Linked DNA regions of Zea mays: all the other regions are linked to region 1. The links are chromatin contacts, called in public Hi-C maps. All regions are on one chromosome and are shown on one strand. Each heading gives the region's core, a stretch centred on a gene start, on an enhancer-like site or on the middle of the called end of the contact. The rest is flanking DNA. Distances are from core to core; before and after follow the strand shown.

Evidence for each region. Hi-C and Micro-C count contacts between places; a contact is called where the count stands out from the background.
Region 2: a contact with region 1 is called in a Hi-C map of endosperm, with 2.7 times the contacts expected there. The contact joins the promoter of LOC100272242 here to the promoter of LOC100273329 in region 1. A contact is called at or near these places in 5 of 25 Hi-C or Micro-C datasets (bundle sheath, ear, endosperm and 2 more).
Region 3: a Hi-C map of tassel shows a contact between it and region 1, with 6 times the contacts expected there. The contact joins the promoter of LOC100384366 here to the promoter of LOC100273329 in region 1. A contact is called at or near these places in 13 of 25 Hi-C or Micro-C datasets (bundle sheath, ear, endosperm and 5 more) and 1 of 3 datasets of contacts at active chromatin or transcription factors (seedling).

What each region holds. Positions count from the first base shown.
Region 1 is chr8:142,993,722-142,997,942 of Zm-B73-REFERENCE-NAM-5.0, reverse strand. It overlaps LOC100273329, which reads right to left and starts at 1,702. Exons shown (of 6, transcript NM_001147770.2): 1 at 1,013-1,702. The coding sequence starts at 1,643.
Region 2 is chr8:143,208,785-143,213,005 of Zm-B73-REFERENCE-NAM-5.0, reverse strand. LOC100272242 (LIN1 protein) reads left to right here and starts at 2,353. Exons shown (of 3, transcript NM_001350728.1): 1 at 2,353-2,634; 2 at 3,677-3,776; 3 at 3,982-4,221. The coding sequence starts at 2,388. The coding sequence ends at 4,054.
Region 3 is chr8:142,859,841-142,864,061 of Zm-B73-REFERENCE-NAM-5.0, reverse strand. It overlaps LOC100384366 (ATP-dependent zinc metalloprotease FTSH 4 mitochondrial), which reads left to right and starts at 2,242. Exons shown (of 7, transcript NM_001349058.1): 1 at 2,242-2,496; 2 at 4,040-4,127. The coding sequence starts at 2,470.

The DNA of each region.
Region 1 (4,221 bases), core at 453-2,952:
GGTGTTAGCTTGGTTAGCCCAACCGTCTAATGCTACGACCTATGGATGGCAACGGGTATATATCCATTGGGTAGTAGCATTCCATACTTGTACCTATAAAACAATTCTACCCGTTGGATTATCCATATATATACACGGGTATAGAGTTTTACCCATACCCATATCCACACAGATAATTTTACTAACGTGTATGGGTAGTACTCAATACTCATTAACATACCCATGGGTAAAGAAATCATCCCATACTCTCCTTATAATTAGGTAAAATCCGTCGAGTATTCGAGTTTTGGGTACCCATTGTTAGGGGTGGTAACGGGCCATTTAGTTTAGCCTAGCAAATTTAAGGATCGAGTCAAGTTAGGGTCGGATTATAAAACAATACAATTTTGAACTAACAAAATTAAGGGCTTTGTTGATTTGTGAAGCAAGTATTAGGGTCATGATCCATTACCACCCCTACCCATTGTCATCCCTACTATGACCTGCTATCCTCCTCACTCCTTATAATTAGGTAAAATCCGTCGAGTATTCGAGTTTTGGGTACCCATTGTCATCCCTACTATGACCTACTATCCTCCTCACGTAAACGGGCAACCCAGCCTCTACCATCTTGCTCACGTAACGTAAGCCGGAAATGGTTACTGGCCTGCTCACGTAAACCAGTTCCCAAATCAGGACTCAGAATATAATACATCTAGAAAACCTAATTCTTGTCGCCAGTGCCACCACCACGTCGACAAAGGACTGGACAATCTAGATAGGACTGCAAACGCCGGGACACGCTATCGACGATCGACCTTTGCACGTACGTGTACACGTATACCATAGGCAGGAGTAGCTAATTGCGTTTAATGTGTGGTCCATCAAAGTGTGTTTACATATATAGATGTCAAAAGGGTACATATATAGAGGTCAAAAGGGCCTCTATATAAGCTTTTGTCCAGGGCTCCTAAAATCTCAGGCACGGCCCTGTTCACGCAGAAACAAAAGTAGAGTATTTTGGCAATGTTACCATGGGATTCTTGGCGCAGAGCATTGAAGGCTTCGAATGAGACTATCTCATCGCCGTTCTTGTTGTAGAGCTCCATCTCCCTGGCGGAGCGGTGGTGCTGGTCAGCCCTGGCCTGCTGGAGGTTCCAGGCGGTGAGCTCGTCGAGGGAGACGAATCCGTCCTGCGGGGCGACGTCGATCTTGGGGAAGAGCGCGCGGATACGGTCGGCGATGTTGAATCGGTCGTCGTCGTTGATGAAGTCCTCCTCCTCCTTGAGGAACTCCTCCCACTCCTTCATATGGTCATCCGGCTCGCCGCCGTGGAGGAGGCTGTAGTGCTCGCGCTCCCACTCCTTGTCGTCCAGCCGACGCTCCAGCTCGGCGATGGTCGGGTCGAAGGAGGCCGCATGGTGGTTTTGGTGCTGCGTCTTCTGTTGCCCCCCGTTCCCACCGGAGGAAGCGTCGGATGGTAAGGAGCTCTTTGGGTGGAGCTTGAGGCGGCGGTGGAGGCTGCGGCCGTGGGCGTGGGGCTGGAGGCGGGGCGAGTAGGAGGCGAGGAGAAGCAGCAGGATCAAGCCGCACACTACGTAGAGGAGGAGAACGGTGACATGAGACTTCCGCCCCGCCGAGGCCGCTGCCGGCGCCGGTGCCATCGCCGGCAAGGGGCGGAGATGGAGGAACGGGTGGGTGAGGTCCGTTTGCGGGTCCGAGATTTGGACCCGTTTAACCAGTACTCCCCCAGGAGGTGCGATTTGCAAGCAGCCATGCGTGTCCGACTGTCCGAGACGGCCCGAAGAAGTGACACGCATTTTCACAGATTTTTTTTCAGTATAGGGGGCCGAGGGTCCTCCACCAAAGGCATTTTCACAGTAAACTTTTTTTTTGAACAAAGTCATTTTCACAGTAAACTGAGACATCCTTTATGTCAACATCTTTTTTAAAATCCTACGGTTTTCCTATATTTTTAAACTAATGCTTCCACTGACCTCAAATACAGCACCCCAAGGGTGAGCCTCTACGCAAAACTTAGAAGACACGCGGGACCAATTCGATGAAGTCTACAATGTAGCACTCTTGCGGTCGGCAAGGTACCAGCAAGCACTGTGAAGGTACCACGGCTGTCGCGTTCGAAAAAGGATTTTGCAAGTAGAAGACTTGGTACTCTGGCAAGTCCAGACTAACAAAGACCGATACAAACCGTCTCTACCATGGAAGGGGTCATTCATAGTTGGAGAGGTACTTCGATCAGACATCTACAAGCTGAAGGACAAGAAGGGGAGGACGCTTCCCAACACATGGAACATCGAGCAACTGCGTCAATTCTATCCATATCAAGACTTCGACGCTCCTAAACCAACCTACTCCTGACCCTAGGCTGGATGCCTTAAGGGCTCAGGAGCGAGAGGGGGAGGGGAGCAGTACCTAAGAACTAGCCTCTCTTGCTAACAATTTTTTGTCCTTCCAGTCGGTGTGACATTTATACCCTTCTGAGCAAACACAGACACGCTAATACCTCTTTGTTGTCTGCCCGGCTAATGCAGGGTCTCGAGAAATTCAAAGGGAGCCAGAACCGACCGAGCCACCCTTCGAGAACGCCCTGACCTAAATTACTAGACGAATGCCAAGGGATCGCTTTCCGGCAAGGACCCGAACACGTTCACGGACGTCAAGGGATCGCTTTCCGGTAAGGACCCAAACTCGTTCAAATTCCTTTAGCAGGGTCCAAAGAGTGAAAAAAACTCACAACAAGACAACCATGAATTCTGGAGTTCGAAGACCGAGCCACGAAGGGCTCGCGGTCGCTCCGGCGAAAATTGGGTAAGGGGCAGCCCAAGATGGGCACACTAGCGGCCAAGACCCTAACATATGAAACATTGAGGGTGTCACCAGCTCATGTTTGAGTCCTAGGAGAATCTGACTCATGGTTTATCACGAATAGAGGCAGCGATCCATTGGTTCCAGTCGAACGGAATCGACAACTATATGAGTCGGTGTGACGTTCGCAGCAACGTCGAAATCACCCAGTAATGGGCCCTGAACCACATTAGATGAACTCTCAAATGGACCGATGGCATTCTCAAAGTTACCACAGATGTGTAGCTGCAAGGTGGCAAGAGCTACTACCGCGCCTCGGTGAAGTCTCGAGCTCCACGGTCAAGGAGACGCTAATTGTAATCCCCATCACGGACATAGGCAGGCTCCGTTGTAGGAAACGGTGACGCCTAAGAGAGGGTGAATTAGGACTTCTAAAACTTTCTCTAAACTAGGCCACAAATAAATCTCTAGAGCAAAACCTATGTAAATAAATAATCTAGAATGTGCAAACTAGGTTTTGTAGTGTTGCTATCTCTACCTCAAAGGCTAAGTTTCAATCCAAATAATCTAAACAAAAGACAAGATTGAAACTTAAATACTTAATGTAAATGTGAAAGGTAAAGAGTAAGGTAGAGATGCAAACTCTCGTGGATGACGCCGGTATTTTTACCGAGGTATCTGGAACCACGCAAGGTCCCGACTAATCATCGTTGGTGCCCCTATACAAAGGGAAGCCCACGCGAGGTCCAAGCACCTCGGTCGAGTAACTCCGTAGAGACCCGTGGGCCTTCTCCACACGCAAGTGGTGCTCCGCTTCCGGCTCCTCTCGAACGCTCCCCGTCGTCTCCACTATCGAGCTTCCGGCCAAAACGTCATGGGCCTTGTTCCCTCGGATACACGGTGGCGGTCGTGAGTCGTGACACAAACACGGTTGTCATGGTCTTGCAAGACTCTTGCCCCACTCGATACAATTAGAACGGCTCGCGCAAGAGCCGATGGGTTGTGTGGTTTTTCTAAACTTACTCAACTAACTTGGATTCATCTAGAGCAAGCACATAAGCGGTCTAACTAACCTAAGCACTTCGCAAAGCACCTATGCTAATCACCGAGTGATTCTATTAAGCACTTGGGTGTTTGAGCACTTAGAAATGTCTACAATATGCCTTGGTATGTTTCTTGGGCTCCCACACCTTGAAATGGTCGGTTGGGGGTATTTATAGCCTCCCCCTAATTATAACCGTTGGACAGAAGCAGCAACTTTCTGACGACGGACGCACCGGACAGTCCGGTGCACACCGGACATGCACTGTTCACTGTCTGGTGCCCTGCCACGTCAGCCAACTGTTGGGGTCTGTAGCATTCGACCGTTGGATCCGACCGCTACCCAGACTGTCTGGTGCACACTGGATAGACCGG
Region 2 (4,221 bases), core at 1,104-3,603, 210 kb before region 1:
TGCCTACTCCACGTTGTGGCGTCCCAACGGACGAGGGTTGCAATCAACCCCTCTCAAGCGGTCCAAAGACCCACTTGAATACCACGGTGTTTTGCTTGCTTTTTCTCAATCCCGTTTGCGAGGAATCTCCACAACTTGGAGTCTCTCGCCCTTACACTTGAAGTTCACAAAGAAACACGGAGTAAGGGAGGGAAGCAACACACACAAATCCACAACAAAATGTGCACACACACGGCCAAGAATCGAGCTCAAAAGACTATCTCAAAGTTCTCACTAGAACAGAGCTCGAATCACTGAGAATGACAAACGAATGCGCAAAGACTGAGTGTGGATGATCAAGAATGCTCTAAGGTTGCTTGGGCTTCTCCTCCATGCGCCTAGGGGACCCTTTTATAGCCCCAAGGCAGCTAGGAGCCGTTGAGAGCAAATCTGGAAGGCCATTCTTGCCTTCTGTCGTCTGGTGCACCGGACAGTCCGGTGCACACCGGACAGTCCGGTGCACACCGGACAGTGTCCGGTGCCCGATTTCCTTCCAAATATGGCGCAGTCGACCGTTGGCAGCCTGAGAGCCGTTGGTGCACCGGACATGTCCGGTGCACACCGGACAGTCCGGTGCCCCCTTCTAGCCGTTGGCTCGGCCACGTGTCCCGCGCAGATCGCGCGGCCGACCGTTGGCCCGGCCGACCGTTGGCTCACCGGACAGTCCGGTGAATTTTAGCCGTACGTCGCCGGTGAATTCCCGAGAGCGGCCACTTCGCTCGAGCCAGCCTGGCGCACCAGACACTGTCCGGTGCACCACCGGACAGTCCGGTGCTCCCAGACTCAGCTAATTGGATTTTTCCTGTTTCCAGCACTTAGACACAATACATTAGTCCATAAAACAATGTACTAAGTCTGAGAAACATACCTTTATCCTTGATTTGTACTTTGTCCACCTTTTTACACTTAGGCACTTGTGTTGGGCACTAAACCACCAAAATACTTAGAAATGGCCCAAGGGCACATTTCCCTTTCACTAAGCTGGTGCACGTAGGGATGGCAATGGGTCGGATTCGGGTTGGGTGGCACAAAAATCCACCTGCGATCACACACGTGAAGTCTACTTAAACCCGCCCATTATTGCACCCACGGGTGTAATTCCAAACCCGCACACGAACTCGTCGGGTTTCGGGTCACCCGCGAGTTTTACTCATTGTACACGTTTAAACAATAATTCAACTATAACAATTAAGTACCAACAACATTTGAGTTATGTCTATGGATTTCAAACCTTCTCATGTTGAGCAGCAACACAATATTTATGAACCATTAGACATATTATTTATTCAAAATAATTATTATTGTATCTTAAACATTTTGCGCAAAATAAAGAATGGACCAATTTTTGGGTCGAGTATGGGTCACCCAATGGTTGAAATAGAAACTCACACCCACACTCGCGAAACTTCGAATCGGTTGCGGGTTGCAATCGTGGGTCAAAATCTCTACCCATGCCTGCACCCATCGGGTCGGGTACCCACCGGGTTTCGGGTTTGCGGATTAAATTGCCATCCCTAGGTGCACGTCGAGGGGTGTTTTAAAAAATTATCATAAGAATTTACATGGCAAATGGTTAGTTTGCACTTGATAGGTTCCCAAAGGGTAATCAATCTTCAAATGAACAAACATATAATTATCAGATATAGGAGTGTACCGTACTACCGTATCAAAGGAGCTTCAGCACCTTGCTTCTTGGATGAATGTTTGATCCATTCCATACGATCCAAGCAAAATGGTTGCGGTTGTGGAATACTCCCTCCAGTTTTCTATTAGTTGTCGTTTAGGACAACACGATCTTTAAAATAGTAAAATATAACTTTGACTAATGATTTTTTGTTAAAATATAAATAAACTCTTAATATATTTATACTTTTATAAAATTATTTTTAAGACAAATCCGTGCATATAAATATTAGGTTTCAAAACTAAATAATAAAATAGTTATTTTAGTTAAAAATTTATAAGTTTGACTCAAACCTTATCGAAAACGATAACTAATAGTACACCGGAGTGAGTACGCTATGTCTGCCCAGCCCACGTTGGCCTTTGAGGCTTTGACGCTGTCCACGATACAGTCAGCAGCACGCCAGCTAGTACTGGCAGCAGGCAATATGCTCAGCGCCTCAGTCGCTCTTTCAACGAAACGCCACAAAGCAAACAAATCCGATCAACCCAGAATTCTTGAAACGGGCCTTTTGAACATCGTCATTCGGCCCATTGGAGGCACACAGAGTTCAGCATAGCTCGCCAGCCCAAGTGCGGTGAGGGAATAGTTTCTCCACCAAAAAAAAGTGCGGCAACGTAGCAGAGGAGGAGCAGGGGGAGGAGGAGGCTAGGGTTGCTCGGCGATGGCGTCGGCGGCGAAGACCCTTGCACGGGTTGGATCATCCCTCTTCGGCCGCATTCTCGCGTCTCCGTCCTCGTCCATACCCCGCGCCGGGCTGCCGCTAGCCAGGCTGCAGCCACACGTCCCGCCGCCGGCACCGGCGGGGGTGGACGCTTACGAGGCGGAGACCATCGCCAGGCTGAGCTCGCTCCCCGGCGAGATATCCTTCCCCTGCGGACTTCCCTCGCTCCGCTTCTTCATCGACGACGGTACAGCTTCTCTCACACACACGCACTCATGAATGGATTGGGCCGTGATTGAGTATTGAAGTTGGGCTCGGATCGCTAGTCACTGCCAGTTTCAGAAATGGGGAATAGGGGGACTGGGATCAATGTTTTTCATAAACCGTTCGTTGAATATAGAGATTGTAGTGTCGTTGAATATAGAAATTGCAGTGTGTGACTACTCGAAACTCGCATGATTTCTGTTGTAATGCGCATTTTCTGTGATTTGCAGTTATACCATTTCACTATTAAGCTTTGCTTTTTGCGGACTTGGGAAGAATTGCCAAGATTTCATACAGTTACCTTATTTGGGGGCATTGTTTTCTGAAAAGTCATGGTTGCCTTCATCAATGCTGATGTGTTACTTTTATCTGGCTTGTGTTGAAAGTTACTAAGTGATTGATCAACCTTGAGAAGTCACGTTTCTAGTGTTATTGATGCTCTTACGCATAGAAGAACACGTTGCTTGCAATACAGTACTCAGTATTTAAAGTTCCTTGATGCCTTTTTGTTCCTTAAATAGTAGGTGGCAGAACCTAAAGATTGATACACTGCATAAATTGTTTGTGGATCATTTGACAGCCTAAAACTGAGATTGTGTGGAGCTTAGGAAATTCTGCTATGATTTATGTTGAAATTAAGTCTGGTAGAAAGTGCAGTAGAAATACTCAATTACCCAAGTCTCCTTTTGCTAAGACTGTTTATTTGCATAGTGCCAAATGGTGGCCATTTCTTGTTCCAGCTGCTGCTGATTGTCCTAAAATTGGTTAGAAAGTGTATGACAAATACTCAAGTACATGCAGTTCGTCCTGCTGTTCCTGGATTGTTTCCTTGCATGGTCCCAAACAGTGACTGTTCCTTGCTACTTCTGTTGCTGGAAATGTTGCCGTAGTTATATTTGGTGAATACTAGAGTCTTGATTATGATATGTAGGCTTTGGATTATGACCTGGCAGCTAGGATCAACTTTTATTTTTGTTAGTTTGATGTCTTTTTCTAATCCGTTGCTTCTGTTCTGCTATTTGTAGTCGAGGATCCTGTTCCTAATGACCCCTTTCAGTTGCTCCCGAAAAGAACTTACCAGCCCAGTACAATCAAGCGGAAAAGAACCCATGGATTTCTTACACGGTCTGTCTCTCTAGCTTTTCCCTGGCCATTATTTTGCTTCCCTCGTCCTTCATTGAAAAAGGAAGATGGGTTTCAAGTTGGTATTATCAAATTCTGTTTCCGTTCATGTTTGCCTTTGGCACCTCATCATTTAGATTAGGAAGGTAGTTTATCTGGCATGATTGTGGTTCAGTGCCCTCATGTCCTTGTTACATTGGTTCTGCAGTAAATCGACCAAGGGTGGGCGCAAGGTGATTGCCCGGAGAATCGCCAAAGGCAGGCACAGAATCTCAGTTTAGCTAGATCTCGCTCGTAGCAGCCCTGGATGTTTTCTGTAACACAGATTCGTATCGTGTTCTTTCTATGGTTAGCACTCTGCTGAAGGTGAGCCCCCGCGCAAGCAGCAGTCCATGTATGGATTTTTATTGTGAAACTTTTTTTTGGGTGGTTTCAGTCCTGGCCATCC
Region 3 (4,221 bases), core at 993-3,492, 130 kb after region 1:
ACCAGGCCGCATGAGGGAACAACAAGGCCGACCGAAGCATCACGAAAAGCATTAAGACCTCAGAGGAGTCAAACCACTCCTCCGAGGCCTCAGGGGCTACACCCGGCGGGTGCGCTCGCGTGCACCCACCGGAGCAAAGTATAACCGAGAAAGGTCGGTCCCCTCATAGAGAAATGCGGCAAAGCCTCCAAGCGAGTACCAACACTCCCTTCGAGGCTCAGGGGCTACTGTCGGGTACCGTAATTAGGGGTACCCCCAACACTCCTAAACACGGCTGGTAAGCACCCTCAGCACAAACTGCAAAGATTGATGGGCACGGTTCAAGTCAAGGCCTCGTCTACCAAGGGACGCAATCTTGTCTCGCCCGAGCCCGGCCTCGGGCGGGAACAGTAGTCCCGGACGAATTCACGCCTCGCCCGAGGGCCTCCTCAGGCAGTGGGCGCACCCTCGGCTCGCCCGAGGCCCAGCTCGGGCAGGCTTCGTCGAGAAGCAACCTTGGCCAAATCACCTCACCAACCGTCCGTATCGCAGGCGCATTCAATGCGAAGATCGCCTGACATCTCATCCTGACACGCGTGCCGCAGTCGGCAAGGTCGAAGTGACCGCAGTCACTTCACCCCTTTACTGTCCGATCTGACAGGAAAACAGCACCGCTCACACCGCTCCGACTGCTGTGCCAACCACCCGGGTAAGGCTGACAACAGCCGAGTTCAGCCTCGGGCGCAACAGGAAGCTCCGCCTCGCCCGACCTTAGGCCTCGGCCTCGAGAGGAATCGCATCCTCACCCGACCCGACCTCGACCTCAGGAGAAGTCTCCGCCTCGCCCGACCTTAGGCTCGGACCGACCGCGCCACATGGGATACATCATTACCCTACCCCTAGCTAGCTCAGGCTACGAGGGAACAAGACCGGCGTCCCATCTGGCTCGTCTCGGTAACAGGTAATGATGGCTCCCCGCGTGCGTCCATAACGACGGTGGTTCTCAGCCCCCTACGGAAGCAAGGAGACGTCAGCAGGATCCCAGCAGCACCGCCAGCTGTGCTTCTACAGGGCCCAGGCACTTCTCCGACAGCCACGTTATCGCGTACACAGGGCTCTAGCACCTCTCCGACAGCCACGTTGACATGTATACAGGGCTCAGGCACTTCTCTGCCAGACACGTTAGCGCATAAGCTACACCCCCCATTGTACACCTGGACCATCTCCTTGCATCTATAAAAGGGAGGTCCAGGGCCTTCATGCGGGAGGGTCGCGCAGAGGGACGAGCAAACGAACAGGCTCACTCTCTCTCTCGCGCGCGAACGCTTGTAACCCCTACTACGAGCACCCCCTGGTGCGAGATAACACGAGCCGCATTTCCCTCTTGTGTTCCATCTTGCGCCAACCCATCTGGGCAGGGGCACGCAACGATAAAATTCACTGGTCGGCCCGGTTGAGGGTCCCCCGGGGTCCGAAACGTCGACAATAAGAGATACACGTCATGTGGGTAAAGTTGTACCACCTCTGCAGAGTGTAAAACTGATATGTCAGCCGTGATCATGGTTAAGAGCAGCATGTACCCTCACATGATAATTGAACCTAAAGATGGAGTCAAAATCGTGATCCCGTGGTTTTTTAAATGGTTTGTTTAAATAGTTTCACTTAAGTGTTTTGAGATATAATCATTATGCTCATAATTTTATTGGGTTTTGAGATACACTTACAAATAGTAAGTTAGGTGTTGCTAATAAAATATTGACCAACTAAAATGCTTACCACGTAACCATAGCCTACCTTGCTAACCTTGCATAGTTCCTCCCATTTGCTAAGCCCTCACCGTAAGTGAGTTCACCTATTGTTAAAATTTTTATCAGAAGGTGATGAGGAAGACTTTGACAAAAACGTTGACGAGTATGGAGTCCAGCGACGCTCCGGTCATCTTCCTCTGAGAGATTACCCATAATATTTTTGTTGTACTTTGATGATAATATTGTTCAAGATTTTTAAGTTTAGATAATGTAATAAAGTTATTATACTCTTTTTACGTTTTTATTGTATTATCTTTTAATATATCACACTTGTGGCACAACATATATATGAAAAATGAATTCTATTACATATATGTTATACATTCGATTTTTGTTTGTAAAGAGTGTGACACATATACACTTTGTGCTGCCGGATACAGGCATACAGCCTAACAATTTAAAAAAGACAAAAAATCGAGGGCGTTCTCACTCATGTCGTCTTCCTCTCCTTCACTTTTCCTGTACGCCCTCGAAGCTTCGACTGCTTGCCCATGACCTAAGCCGCTGCCGCCTACACCCTCACATCCCGCGCCCTCCTCTATCGCGCCGCCACCGACCACCCCCAAATCCTGCTTCCCCACCGCTCGCTTCCGTTGGGATCGTCCGTCCTCCCAGACCGCGTGGGCGCTTCTTCTTCGGAATCTCCGTGGGCCGAGTGGCGCTGGGCTAGGGATTCGGGCCCATGGCGTGGCGGCGCGTCCTCACCCAGGTGAGAGTTCTGCCTGACCTTTTCTTCGTTACCGCGCTTTATTGTTGTATTGAGATACGGTGGTGGCCTCAAATCTTCGATCTTGTGTGTCTGGGCGGGATTGCGAGCTGCGTTGTTAGGCTCTGCGCATACGAACAACGTCTGCAGATGTCTGTTCGTATACATGGCTATCTTGGGAGCTGTCTGTGAGGATGTCTCTGCTGATGAAACATGTAGGCGATGAGGCTACTGATTTTGGCCAAACAGTGATCCAGTTTGCGTTTTGTATTCGTTATTAATTCCGCTACTAATCGAAAGAATCTTGTCTTTAAGTTTAAAATTCTGGATGGTCTATTATATGACCTGTCGTCAGATTATTGTGATAGCCTGTATCTGTATGAGCATTTACAGGAAACTCTAGATTTAAGTCGAGATGTCATCTAGCGTGTTGTTCTGTGTCCTGGGATACTAATTTATACTTTTTATTAGGACATAACAATAATAGTAACTAAAAAAATTGATGCCAAGTCCATTTAATGATGGATATTGAGATCTACTGTGACAATTGTTGCTCACAATCTTAATCAGCTATGCTGTATTGTCAATTTATCGTTCTGTGTCTAGTGAAAATAATTCTTAGGACGGAACAGTAAGAACTAAAAACTGATTGCAAATCCATTTAAATAATGAACATAGAGATGTTCTGTAACAATTGCTGATCACAATTGAATAATCTGCACTGTGTTGGAACCTGCCTCCTGGGACAGCAGGATCCAATAGGGAAGTGGTGGGAGTAGTTTAATGCCTCTAAACACAGGGTGTCGAGGCAATAGTGTTCTCTCTCTTTGCTTTGGCACAGTACGTGGGGATTTATAGGTAACCGAGGGACCGCCCGCCCTTGTCAAGGACAGCTAGGCCCTCAGTTACCTAATTTATCCCCGGAATATTCCCTCATAGGGGGGGGGGTACAGTGTGTCATTACAACATGCTTTATTACAGACGCGGCCCACATGGCACTTGCGGGCGTGGTCCCACGACATGGGCCGAATTGCACATGGGCCCCTTCTCGCGCTGAGGGGGACAAAGCCTTGTAGTCTTCGAGGCTTCGATCACCCGGTCCTTGAAGTCGTCGGGGGCCTTCGCCTAGGCTTGTCGGGGCGAAGGAGGCGCTTGGGCCTTCGCACAGACGACGTCCGCGGCCCGGCCGGTGGGGCCTGCTGGCGCGGCCTTCGGCCTGCGGAATGTTGATGTAGAGGTCGACGAGCGAGGGGTAGGCGTGTTCGCCTTCGCCCCAACACACTGCTATATTGTAATTCTGCGTTTCGTGAAGCTAATTCTTAGGAAGAGCAGTAAGAACTTAAAATTGATGGCAAGCCCATTTGAATAATGAATTTTGAGATGTTATGTAACAAATGTGTAATCAAATAATTGGCTCTGTGATATTATTATGTTCTATCCTTGTTGATGTATGTATACATATCAATGTTTGGTGCTTTAACTGATCCAGGTTTGTGTGTGTGTGTGTGTGTGTGTGTGTGTGTGTGTGTGCGCTGTTCCGTCACAGATTGCAAGGCATCGACCAACAAAAGCAATCTACAATGAACTAGTTGCTTCCTCCCCTTTGGGCGCTTTTCAAAGTGACATCACTGCAGGTACACGGAGGTGACAATCAATCATTGGGCATCTGTTTCCTATTACTCTATTAATATGTTGCCGCCTAACTGTGTGACATTTGCATCTTCCTAA